Linked DNA regions of Sus scrofa: region 1 is linked to region 2. Evidence: chromatin contacts called from public Hi-C data. All regions are on one chromosome and are shown on one strand. The core of a region is the stretch at or near the end of the contact, and the rest is flanking DNA. Distances in the headings are between cores, read along the strand shown. Region 1 holds the start of CIAO1 (probable cytosolic iron-sulfur protein assembly protein CIAO1). Region 2 holds the start of SOWAHC (ankyrin repeat domain-containing protein SOWAHC).

Region 1 (5,702 bases), core at 1,477-3,976, 420 kb after region 2:
ATTGGTATTTTTACAGCAGAATTCTGAGAAGGAAATGTTCTGTTCCTTAAAAAACCTGTTGCAGCAGACTAGGTCTGATGAGTCAGTCTGCCTTTTAAGGCCACCCACCAAACAGCCCAACCCACCTCATTTCTCTCCAAACCCTTTATACCCTATGCACCACTGACACCACACAAGTCACTGCTCCTGGCATTGCCAAGTCTAGGCTGTCTTCACCTTCAATGCTTTTGTTTGTGCTGTTTTATTTGCACCTAGAATTTTCTTCTTGCATTAAAATCCTACACACTCTTTCAAACCTCACAAGAGACAAATCTTCTTAGCCCTCAGATTGGCTCCTCACCTTGCTCATTGCCTGGCAGATACTGGCGCCAGATGCGCACGGTACGGTCATCGCTGCAAGATGCCAGGCGCTGGCCGCTGGGGTCAAAGGCCAAGCTCCACACAGTGGATTCATGACCTTCAAGGGTGGCACAGCATACCCAGTCATCCTCTTCCTCCCGGTAGAGCTTCACTGTGTCGTCATAGCTGGCAGAGGCTAACAGCTGTGGAGAAGGCCAGGGAAAACACAGGACGTGTCTGGAGGGCCCAGGAAGTACCTGTGCTTCCAGCACTTCTCCCTCCTAGGACAGGACAGGGAACTCCCAGCGATCTACTTTTATAAAGGGACTGATTGACGTCTTTGGGGCACAGATAGAGATCTCTGCAAGAATCAGGCTAAGGCTGGAGAGTGGAAGAAGGTTGGGCACAACCCTCCACATCAGAATTCCTTCCCACCAGGGTACCTGACTCTTACCTCCTGGCTTGGGTGCCAAAGCACATGCTTGACATCCTGTGTATGGGAGTTGAGGACACTGACACATTCATACTCATCTTCTTCATCGACTGCGGCAGAAAAAAGAAGGGAGCTTATAAGGGACACGGGTGGGATCTGATGGCTGGTTCTCAACTGTGCCTGGAGGGACTCACCTTCCCAGACCCACACACTCTTATCTCGGCTGCAGGTAGCAAGGAGGTTGCCAGATGGGGCCCAGGCTACTGACTTGACCTCATTTTCATGGCCTTCTAGAGTGGTTACACACTGTGAAAAGGGAAGAGGGACAGGAATCAACGTCATCTAAGACTCCTGCAGTCCTCCTGGGTACAGCCTTACCCACTCAGGTCAGTTCAGGTTCCAACAATCCTGGCCCCATCCAACCCAGTTACCTCAAAGTCATCCTTGTTTTTCTTCCAAATGCAAGTGGTGGCATCAAAGCTGGCAGAAGCCAGGTAATTTCCACAGGGAGACCAGGCCACCTTCCGTACGGTGCGCTGGTGGCCTTCACAGAGGACAGATTTGCAGATCCAGCTGTCGCCTAAAAGCAGAGAGCAGACCAGGCTCTGGAGCTGGGTGCACAAGAAGATACTGAAGTACTAACGATGCCACTGGGTAATGGGGACCAGTATTGGAGCCCAGCTGAGAGGGCAAAGTTCAGTGGGTGTATTTAACAACATGCTTTCAGAAAGCTGTAACTGAATCCACTTCCTTAGGAGGCATCTTTCTAAAACAAATGAGGAGTTGCCCTCCTGATTTAAAACTGTCAGTGGTGGAGTTCCTGTTGGGGCTCAGGGTTAAGAACACGACTAGTATCCATGAGGATGCGAGTTGGATCCCTGGCCTTATTCAGTGGGTTAAGGATCCGCTGTTGCAGTGTAGGCTGCAGATGCAGTTCAGATCAGTGTTGCTGTGGCTGTGGCGTAGGCTGGCAGCAGCAGCTCCGATTTGATCCCTAGCCTGGAAACTTACATAGGCCTCGGATGCGGCCCTAAACAGTCAATGGCTCTCAAATACCGTTGGGACAAAATGTAAACTTCATCGTCTGTCGCAAAATACTCTGCAGGCTACTTTCCTACCACCTTCTCTCATTTTCCTGCCTCAGAAACTGTCATAATTCCCTATTTCGGCCATCTACTGACATCTTTGCTTCTAGCCAGAAAAACCAGAGAGTGGCTAATGTCCAACTCGAAAGTGGCTCCTCCATCTTCTCCCTCGGCCAGTGACCCCGCCTTTCTGAATCTGCTGCCCCGCAGGCTGCGCACTCCCAGAGCATGGTACCCACACCAAGCACACGTAGATCCCTCGGCGGCAAGCCGGGACCGGCCTTACCCTCTCTGCCCCAGATGCGGACGCTACGATCGCCACCGCACGAGGCCAGCAGAGTTCCCGCGGGGTTCCAGGCCAGGAACCAGCAGCGGGAGTCCGGGTGCGCCGGGATACGGCCAAGCAGCACCAGCGAGTCCTTCATGGCGGCCTGGCGCAGAAAGTGGTGAGCAGAGACAGCACTGCCGACTGCGGCTCCCACCACGCAAACCTGCTTCCGCCCAAGGGCCGCGGGTTCTCTTAGGAACTAAAGGGTCCGCTGCTGCGGCCGCGCTGCCCTCTGGGAGTTGTAGTCGGTCCTTAGCCACCCCTCTCCAGTCCCCACAGCGGAAAACATCGCGGTATCGGCTAGAACTACCAGTCCCGTGAGGCCTTGCGCAGGGGACCGGCGGCGCGCCCGGGCTGTGTCTGGCGCGGGGGACGGGGCGGGGAGCCGGAGGAGGCGGGGGCAGAGGTGTAGAAGCCGGAAGTGGATCGGGCCCGGGTCTGTCCGGGCGTTGCGGGTTTGGGGCCTGGGAACGGTCGGCCCCGCAGAGCTGAGGAGCCCTTGACGGGACGGAGCGACGCCATCCAGACACTTAAGGCCTGCTGACTGGTAAGGATTAGGAGTTAGTGAGAGGCGGGTCCTTTCTGGGTATAGGTCGCACCCCAGAGCGCCGTTCCCAGATCCTGGGTCCCCGATCCCTGCGGCCCAGGCTAGTTCTCCGCGCTTCGACTCCCTCTGGCCAAGACCCCTCTGGTCAAGACTCTCTTCCACCAGTAACGGATACCTTCGTCCCAGCCTTCTCCCTACTCCGCTCTGCCGAGATGCAGCGGGCCCCTAGCCCTCTCCCGGTCCTCATCCCGCACCTCCGCAGTCCCACTCCAGGGACCCGGTCCCAGTTCCCTAACCCCCGCAGCTCTCGGGTCTCAGCTCGGCCCTCTGTCCCACCCCTGTCCTCATCAGCATGGACCCTGACAGCTTTGCTCCAGCCTTACCTGCTGCGAACCCAGTGCGTTGCTCTCCTCCCCTGGACAGGCAGGCTCTGTGCGCCCCGCGGAGGTCGGCGGCGACCAGCAGCGACCGCGGAGCTACGGCGGGCGGCCCCGGGCATGTACGCCCCCGGAGGCGCAGGGCTGCCCGGCGGGCGCCGGCGGAGGAGCCCGGGAGGCAGCGCTTTGCCCAAGCAGCCGGAGCGTAGCCTGGCCTCAGCCCTACCGGGTGCCCTGTCCATCACCGCGCTGTGTACTGCCCTCGCCGAGCCTGCCTGGTTGCACATCCACGGTGGCACCTGTTCCCGCCAGGAGCTGGGGGTCTCCGACGTGCTGGGCTACGTGCACCCGGACCTGCTGAAAGGTGAGGGCGCTGCGCGCCGGCCCTCTTCTTTCTGGGCAATAGGGCCTCCTCTTCCGAGAGCGAATGTGGTGCGGGCTGGAGCTGAGATAGCCTGGAGCAGGCACTTGGTTGAAGGAAACAGCCCGATTCCTGCCCACCAGGTGGCTCTGTTTGGGGTCCGGCCGCTCATTAATTCTGATGTTATTCAGCCAGGCTCCCACTCCTCAACGCCATGCTAATCTGAACTGCTATTTTAGGATTCTGCCGGAGGAAGGGCGCTGTGTATCGGAAAGAAGATAAGGGTTCTTGCTAGGCATCACAATTAGCTGTTTCCGTCTAAGGAGCCTGTGGGATATAGGAAGGTTTCTTTGGGGCCAACTGATTGATGGAGAAAAAGGAAGTTTTAAATACTGCTAGATTTTTAGAAATATTTTTGAGTTCTATAGTAATTGAATTGTTGTTAGAGGAAAAAGGGAGTCTATGGTATTTTCAATAAGCAGAAGTCAGTTCCATTGCCACCCTCAGTAAAACAGTTGGAATTTGGCTCTTGGAAGCCTTGCAAGTGTGCTGGAATGAGGTAAGGTTTGTTGCTTTGTTCATTATCATGCTTCCCAGCCAGAAAGACAGAGGAAAGGGGAAAAGGATCGCTGTCTTTACTGGACACAGGAGGCGGGGAGCTCATCCTGTCCTAGCCCTGTTGCCAGTAATGACCATAAAGCCTGCTGTGTGGTGGGAGAGCTGGATGGCCTTTTCTGGCTTTTACAGGGAAGACCAGTCAGTGGATTCCAAACAGCCCTAGTAACAGCAGAGTTCATTACTCCCGAGGTTTTTTGAGCTTTTCTTGAAGGTCTTTCTGTTTTCTCCCTATGCCACTCCCTGGCTCTAATTCATTCCAGATGCTTACTGCCCTACCTATCAGAAGCCTCTCCTGTTAGATATCTTCACATTGCCTTTTTAAGGATTCAGGTACTGAGATTTGATGAAAAGGTCAAATTCTTCTTCGTGCCTTGGATCATATACCACTTCTGTAGGTTGTGGCTGAAAAGCCCTATCCTTGTGACATATAATGTTGTCTTTCTCTGAGAATTCGCTTGCTGTTTTGCATTTCTCTTGAATTTCTGAGGCTTTAGGATGGTTTTGCAGAGAACAGGATGGGGGCTTCTGATTCGTTTCCAGATTTCACTGTGATGATAGTTTTCACTGTGTTGGCTCATTGAGACCAAAGTTATCCACATGGCAGAAGCCTTGTGACATGCAGCTTTTTCTATGGCATATAGTTGATGGCAGAAAGCCCATCAAACTTGAGTCTGGATGGTTTTCCCATAGTGTGTCCCCCTGCACGTGCCTTCTTTGAGGTATGGCTGCCACCTTTCCACCACTTCATCCAGACCTTGGCAGTTGATCCCCTGGTGGTCAGTGTTTCAAACCGGGAGAGAGGGAGTTCCCATAGTGGCTCAGTGGTAACAAACCGGACTAGTATCCATGAGGGTGTATGTTCGATCCCTGTCCTTCCTTAGTGGGTTGGGGATCCAGCTTTGCTGTGAGCTTCGGTGTAGGTTGCAGACACAGCTCAGATCTGGTGTGGCTGTGGCTGTGGCTTAGGTGGTCAGCTATAGCTCTGATTTGACCCCCTAGCCTGGGAACCTCCATATGCCATGGGATTGGCCCTAAAAAGACAAATGAATTTAAAAAAAAAAAAAACAAAAAAAAAAAACTGTAAAGGGTTCATGATGCTTCTCCTGGGGGGCCTCATAAAATTCATGTGATGGAAGGAGGGGCAATCTGATCCCTTGCCCTCATTTCAGAGATCCAGGAAACTGTGTCTTAGAGAAGCAAAGTGTTCAGATCTCCAGGGCCACACAGCTGGGTGTGGCAGAGCTGAGTGTACCTCACTGTTGACTCCAGTATGAAGTGATGCTGTTTCGCTTGTGATTTTTTTCCCCCTTTGCTTTACGTCAGCTATCGTAAGGAATGACCTCACTATTAGGGATTTATTTGTCCCACTTAGGTGTGCATCCTTGTCAAAGGCACGTGAAAAATAAAAATAAAATCTTGGTGCAGTTTTCATTTATTTACACATCTATTTACCTTTTATGAGAAATCACTGAAGCTAGGTTTTTTCTTTTATAAAGCATGATGCCTTCACTTTTACATTATGTCTGCTTTATGTTTAGGGGTTCTAACCTCTAAAGAGTTTCAGCCTGCTTTCTGTGGCCATCTCCTTGGCCAGTGTAAGGTGGGCACACTGGC
Region 2 (6,166 bases), core at 3,639-6,138:
AAAGACATACAAATTGGAAAGGAAGAAATAAAATTGTACCTATGTCTAGATGACATAACTCTCCATGTAGAAAAACTCAAGAAATATACCAGTAATACCAACTCCTAAAATAAATTAATTCAGCAAGGTTAAAGGACACAAGATAAACACACAAAACTCAACTGCATTTCTTTTTATTTATTTATTTATTTATTTTTGTCTTTTTGCCTTTTCTAGGGCCGATCCCGTGGCATATGGAGGTTCCCAGGCTAGGGGTCGAATTGGAGCTGTAGTTGCCGCCTATGCCAGAGCCACAGCAATGGGGGATCCGAGCCATATCTGCAACCTACACCACAGCTCACGGCAACGCTGGATCCTTAACGCACTGAGCGAGGCCAGGGATTGAAACCGAAACCTCAAGGTTCCTAGCCAGATTCATTAACCACTGAGCCACGACGGGAACTCAACTCCATTTCTATATGTTAATAATGGAAATGTGGACAATGAAATTAAAAACACAATACCATTTACAGTTGCTAAAAAAAGAAATAAGTGTAAATCTAACAAAACAAACACAGGACTTTGCGTGCTGAAAACTATATAATGCTGATAAAAGAAATCAAAGAAAATATAAAGACATGGAGAGAAATACCATGTCCATTAGTTGGAAGACTCAACCTGGTAGAGATATCAATTCTCCCTAAATTGATACACAGAGTTAATGTAATATCTATCAAAATTCCAGGAAAATTCTTTGTAGATAGAGACAAAACTATTTTAAAATTTTCGGAGTTGCCGTCGTGGCACAGTGGTTAACAAATCCGACCAGGAACCATGAGGTTACGGGTTCAGCCCCTGCCCTTGCTCAGTGGGTTAATGATCCGGCGTTGCCGTGAGCTGTGGTGTAGGTTGCAGACGCGACTCGGATCCCGCGTTGCTGTGGCTCTGGCGTAGGCGGCAGCTACAGCTATGATTCGACCCCTAGCCTGGGAACCTCCATATGCCGTGAGAGCGGCCCAAGAATTGGCAAAAAGATCAAAAAAAAAAAGACTATTTTAAAATTTTCAATGAAAAGCAAAGAAAACAGAATAAGGCAAAATTTTTTGAAATATAAGAATAAAGTGCAAGGAATCAGTCTATTTATTTCAAGACATTATATGGCTAAAGAAATCAAGACTGTGCTAATAGAGAACTCAGAGAGAGAGTTGCACAAATACATTCAACTGATTTTTGACAAAAGTAGAAAAGCAACTTACTAGAGGACAGACAGTCTTTTTAACAACTGTTAGAGCATCCAGGTACCAAAAATGACCCTTGACCTAAGTCTCTCACCTTACACAAAAGGTAACTCAAAGTGGGTCAAGGGCTTGGATGTAAAACAAACTATAAAACTTTTAGGAAAATATAAGAGAAAACCTTTGGTACTCTTAAGTTAGGCAAAGCGTTCATAGATTTGGCCCCAAAAGTACAATTTATAGGAGGAAAAGCAGATAAAATGGATTTTATCAAAACTAAAAAGCATTTGCTTTGCAAAAGATTCTTTAAAAGGATGAAAAAAACAAAACAGAGAAAACATTTGAAAACCACGTATCAAAGACCAGTATCTAGAATACATATTTTAAAAGCCTCTAAAAAGAGCAAAAAAAAAAAATCCAATTAGAAAATGGGCAGGGGAGTTCCCGTTGTGGCGCAGTGGTTAACGAATCCAACTAGGAACCATGAGGTTGCGGGTTCGGTCCCTGCCCTTGCTCAGTGGGTTAACGATCCGGCGTTGCCGTGAGCTGTGGTGTAGGTTGCAGACACGGCTCGGATCCTGCGTTGCTGTGGCTCTGGCGTACGCTGGTGGCTACAGCTCCGATTCAACCCCTAGGCTGGGAACCTCCATATGCCACGGGAGCGGCCCAAGAAATAGCAAAAAGACGAAAAAAAAAAAAAAAAAAAAAAAGAAAATGGGCAGGGTATTCCCTTCGTGGCTCAGTGGTTAAGGAACCTGACTAGGAATGATAAGGACACAGGTTCAATCCCTGGCCTCACTCAGTGGGTTGAGGATCCTGAATTGCTGTGGCTATGCTACAGGCCAGCAGATGTAGCTTGGATTCAACCCCTAGCTTGGGAACTTCCACATGCCACAGGTTTAAAAAAAAAAAAAGAAAGAAAGAAAATGGGCAAAAGAAATGAAGCGTTATTTCACTGAAGAGAATATACAGATGGCAAATAAGCACATAAAAAATGATGCTGAACATTGTAGCCATTAGAAAAATGCAAGCTAAAACTAATATAAGCATTACATACCTATCAGAATATCTACATAGAAAAACAGGACCACCAAGTGTGTGAGGATGTGAAGAGAATGATCGCTCACTCACTGCTGGTGGGAATAAGAAATGGTACAGAAATCTGCAAAACAGTTCAGCAGTTTCTTTTTTTTTTTCTTTTGTCCTTTTAGGGCCGCACCTGCAGCATATGGAGGTTCCTAGGCTAGGGGTCTAACCCGAGCTGGTGCTGCTGGCCTATGCCACAGCCACAGCAAGGCAGGATCCTAGTCATGTCTGTGACCTACACCACAGCTCATGGCAATGCCAGATCCTTAACCCACTGAGCGAGACCAGGGATTGAACCCACAACCTCGTGGTTCCTAGTCGGATTCGTTTCTGCTGCACCACAATGGGAACTCCCAGCAGTTTCTTATGAAACTAAATATGCAACTGCCATTTGAATTCCAGAGAATGGAAGACTTGGGTTTTCCTTATGCTACATTATTGTTACCATACAGGGCTGTTTATAGCAACTTTACTCATAGTAGCCCAACAATAGAAGCAAAGGAGGTGTCCTTCAAAGTGTAATACTACTCAGCAATTAAAAGGAACAATCTAATGATCCCTCCAACAACCTGAATGAATCTCCAGAGAATGCTGCTGAATGAAAAACATCCATTCTCAAAAGGTTACATACAGGGTGATTCCATTACCTAACAGACTTAAAGTGACAAAATTACAGAAATGACAGATTGGTGGTGGTCAGGGGTTAAGGAGGAGGTAGAGGAAAATGAAGTGGCTACAACTGAGCAAGGGAGGGATCTCCTGGTGGTGGAAAGTTCTCTTCACAGAGTCAGCATCCATGTTCTGGTTGTGGTCTTTACTATGGTTTTGCATCATGTTATGCATCATGGGTAAAGGATAGAGGAGAATTCCATTATTTCTCACAATTGCACGTGACTCTACAATTATTTCAAATTTAGTTAAAGGTAGGTAGCCTTATTGCAAAACAAACACAGCAACTGACAAGAAATGCAACAGGAATTAAATAATTAAATTCCTGTCAGCCCAAATTTAACTCTGATTAAAGTTCACTCTGAACCAAGATTTATAAAACACATTTTCCTCGCCCACACGTGCACACAGCAACTCTAACAAGGCAGTCCAGACAGAAAAGCTGAGACTTCTCTAAACACAGGACAGACAGGAAAAAGACCTAGGCTGAATCAGGAGGAAAATCCCCCTCTAGGCTCCATGAGAGAAACCGGCTCTGGGATTTTGAACACATCACCCAACCTCTCAGGTTCCTAGAAGCTAAACTTCTGGTCTAGGAGATTGCTTAAACCAGCAGTTTTCCAACTTTTTGGTCTCAGGCCGTAAAGAGCTTTTCTTTACACAGAATACAACCATGAGAGTTACAGCATCATAAGTTAAAATAAAACTTTCAAAATACACAGCCCTCAGAGTGGTGCGGTCCTTCCACAGCGCGTGGCATCTGGAAAACTCCATGCAATGAACGTAACTGGCTTACTCTGAAGCGGCATCGCCAGGCACTACTCTGGCACTGCCATGCCAGCCCCGGGCTAACTCTGAAATGAGGTCAGTGTACAAAGGAACGTAAAAGGTAGAGGACGCCGAACAAATTAGTCACACGTGCTCTCTTAACGCACAAGGGCGCCAGGCGGGAAAAAAAGGCTCCAATCCCAAGGAGGTCCACACCCGCTCTAACTGGGGCCAGGGAGGCCGAGCCCAGCGCGCAGGGTCAGGGGTCCACCCTGCTCTCGTCCGTCCGGGACCGTTACAGAAACCGTCCTCCTTGCAGACTCAACTTCGGGGACGACGGGAAGCCCCGCAAAGCCCCGGCCGCCGAGAGCCGGGAGGGGCCGGGGGGAGGGAGCGGTTCTGCCCCGCCGAGGCAGCCAGACCGCGGGCCAAGACAAGAGGGCGGGGGTCCAGGGGTGGGTGGGGTAGGCTTGGCGGACTCACCAGGTGCCGCGCCACCTCGGAGGCCATGGTCCGGGCGGGGCTGGGCGGGCGGAGGGCCAGGGAGGCGCGGCGGCAGCTCCCGGCGGAGCTAGGCGGCCGGCGGCAGAGGGACGCTAGGGGCGGGGCGGGAGGGGCCGGGAGGGGCGGGGTCCAGCGGCCCCAGTGACGCGAGGAGCTGACCGGATGGCGCGGGGGTGGGGCGAGGGGCGGGGCCCGGGAGGGGCGGGGAGGGGATGGCCGAAGCGGGTCTAGTGGCCTCAGGGACTCCGAGGGGCAAGGCCGGATGGCGCGGGGGGCGGGGCGAGGAGCGGGGCCCGGGAGGGAGAGGCGGGGCGGGGATGGCCGCAGACTGGTCCAGCGGCCTCAGTGATGCGGGGGGGCCGGGCGGAATGGCGCAGGGGACCGGGGAAAGGGGCGGAGCCCGGGATGGAGGGAGGAGAGGGGTCCAGTAGCTTCAGTGACGCGAGGGGCTGGGCGGGGTCCAGGAGGTGAGGGGAGGGGATCCGAGGGGAGAGGTCCAGTGGCCTCAGTGGGCTGGGGGCCGCGGCAGGCCACGCGCACGCGAAGTGGGCCTGTTACAGAAGAGCCCGGACATTTTAGAAGTTGACCAGTCAGTGCAGAGGAGGGGATGGAGCACACTCAGGACCTGAGGAAAAAGACCCGCAAAAATGCCGCCACGGTTCCTCATCGCCGAGGCAGGGCTTGAGCACAGATTGCGGCCCGCGCGGGGACCGGAAGTGGGCGGGGTCAGGGCGTGTTCCCTGGAAGGAACGGTCACTAAAACCCGCTCGGGAACCGGAAGCGGGTGGGCCGTGGCATGTGGGACTAGAGCACAGATCCCGGCCTCTTGGGGACGGACCGGGGCGGGGCCCGTCGGACTTGAGAGGCGGCCCGCGGGGACGGCCGGAAGTGGGCGGGGCCGGCAGGCGGAGGCGTGCCCGCGGGCGCGGCTTGGGGGCGGTGGCAGCTAGTCCGCCGCTGCGGGGCGCGCGAGGATTCTCAGGAGCAGCGGGCCGAGTTGGTGGTTAGCAAGCCAGGTACTCGGGCGGGGATGGAGAGCCCGGCGGAGTGCGGACCCCCGGCCCCGCCAGCCGAGCTGGAGCAACCCGTCGGAGGCGCCCTGGGCGGGACTCCCGAATTGCGCGCGGGCGCCCGCGGCCGTCTCAGGGAGCCGGGGTACGTGGATACCGACCCCTCAGACCCGGCGGACGGCATCCCGAGCGCGCCCCTCGGGAGGCGGCCCCGCGGGGGCCCCGCGGAGGAAGGCGGGAGGCCCGAGGCGCCGAGTGATGCGCCCCTTGGGCCGCGGCCGGGCCGCCCGGCGCCCCGGGACCCGGCGGCGGGAGGCTCACCGCAGCTGCGGCGCGGCCCGGGGGGCGCGGACGGCGGGACCGAGGAGGAGAGCGCGGGCGCGCTGACGCTGGACCCTCTGGAGCACGCGTGGATGCTGTCGGCCGCCGACGGTCGTTGGGACAGCCTGGAGGGGCTGCTGGCCTGTGAGCCCGGCCTGCTGGCCAAGCGCGACTTCATCACCGGCTTTACCTGCCTGCACTGGGCGGCCAAGCACGGCCGGCAGGAGCTGCTGGCCCTGCTAGTGCGCTTCGCGGGCCAGCACCGGCTGCCGGTGAACATCAACGCGCGCACGAGCTGTGGCTACACCGCACTGCACTTGGCGGCCATGCACGGGCACGTGGAGGTGGTGAAGCTGCTGGTCGGGGCCTACGACGCGGACGTAGACGTGCGCGACTACAGCGGCAGGAAGGCCTCGCAGTACCTGAGCCCGAGTACCGCCGAGGAGATCCGGACCCTGGTGGGCGCCCTGGACGAGGACGATGGCGAGAGCAACGTGGGCAGCGGGGGAGGGCGCTGGAGGCTCTCGAAGGTGCTGCCATCGCACCTCATCTCCGGCAGGCACTCCCACGCCCTGGAGGACAGCGGGGACCATC

The links. Hi-C and Micro-C count contacts between places; a contact is called where the count stands out from the background.
Region 1: a Hi-C map of liver shows a contact between it and region 2, with 6 times the contacts expected there. The contact joins the promoter of CIAO1 here to the promoter of SOWAHC in region 2. A contact is called at or near these places in 3 of 47 Hi-C or Micro-C datasets (heart right ventricle, liver and skeletal muscle).

Annotation. Positions count from the first base shown.
Region 1 is chr3:46,964,277-46,969,978 of Sscrofa11.1, forward strand. It overlaps CIAO1 (probable cytosolic iron-sulfur protein assembly protein CIAO1), which reads right to left and starts at 2,727. Exons shown (of 6, transcript XM_013995867.2): 1 at 2,144-2,727; 2 at 1,204-1,352; 3 at 794-1,078; 4 at 341-542. The coding sequence starts at 2,282. It overlaps TMEM127 (transmembrane protein 127), which reads left to right and starts at 2,582. Exons shown (of 11, transcript XM_021087100.1): 1 at 2,582-2,732; 2 at 3,156-3,473. The coding sequence starts at 3,230.
Region 2 is chr3:46,542,338-46,548,503 of Sscrofa11.1, forward strand. SOWAHC (ankyrin repeat domain-containing protein SOWAHC) reads left to right here and starts at 4,889. Exons shown (of 2, transcript XM_021088390.1): 1 at 4,889-4,966; 2 at 5,107-6,166. The coding sequence starts at 4,889. SEPT10 (septin-10) reads right to left here and starts at 4,340. Exons shown (of 11, transcript XM_021087089.1): 1 at 4,221-4,340. The coding sequence starts at 4,247.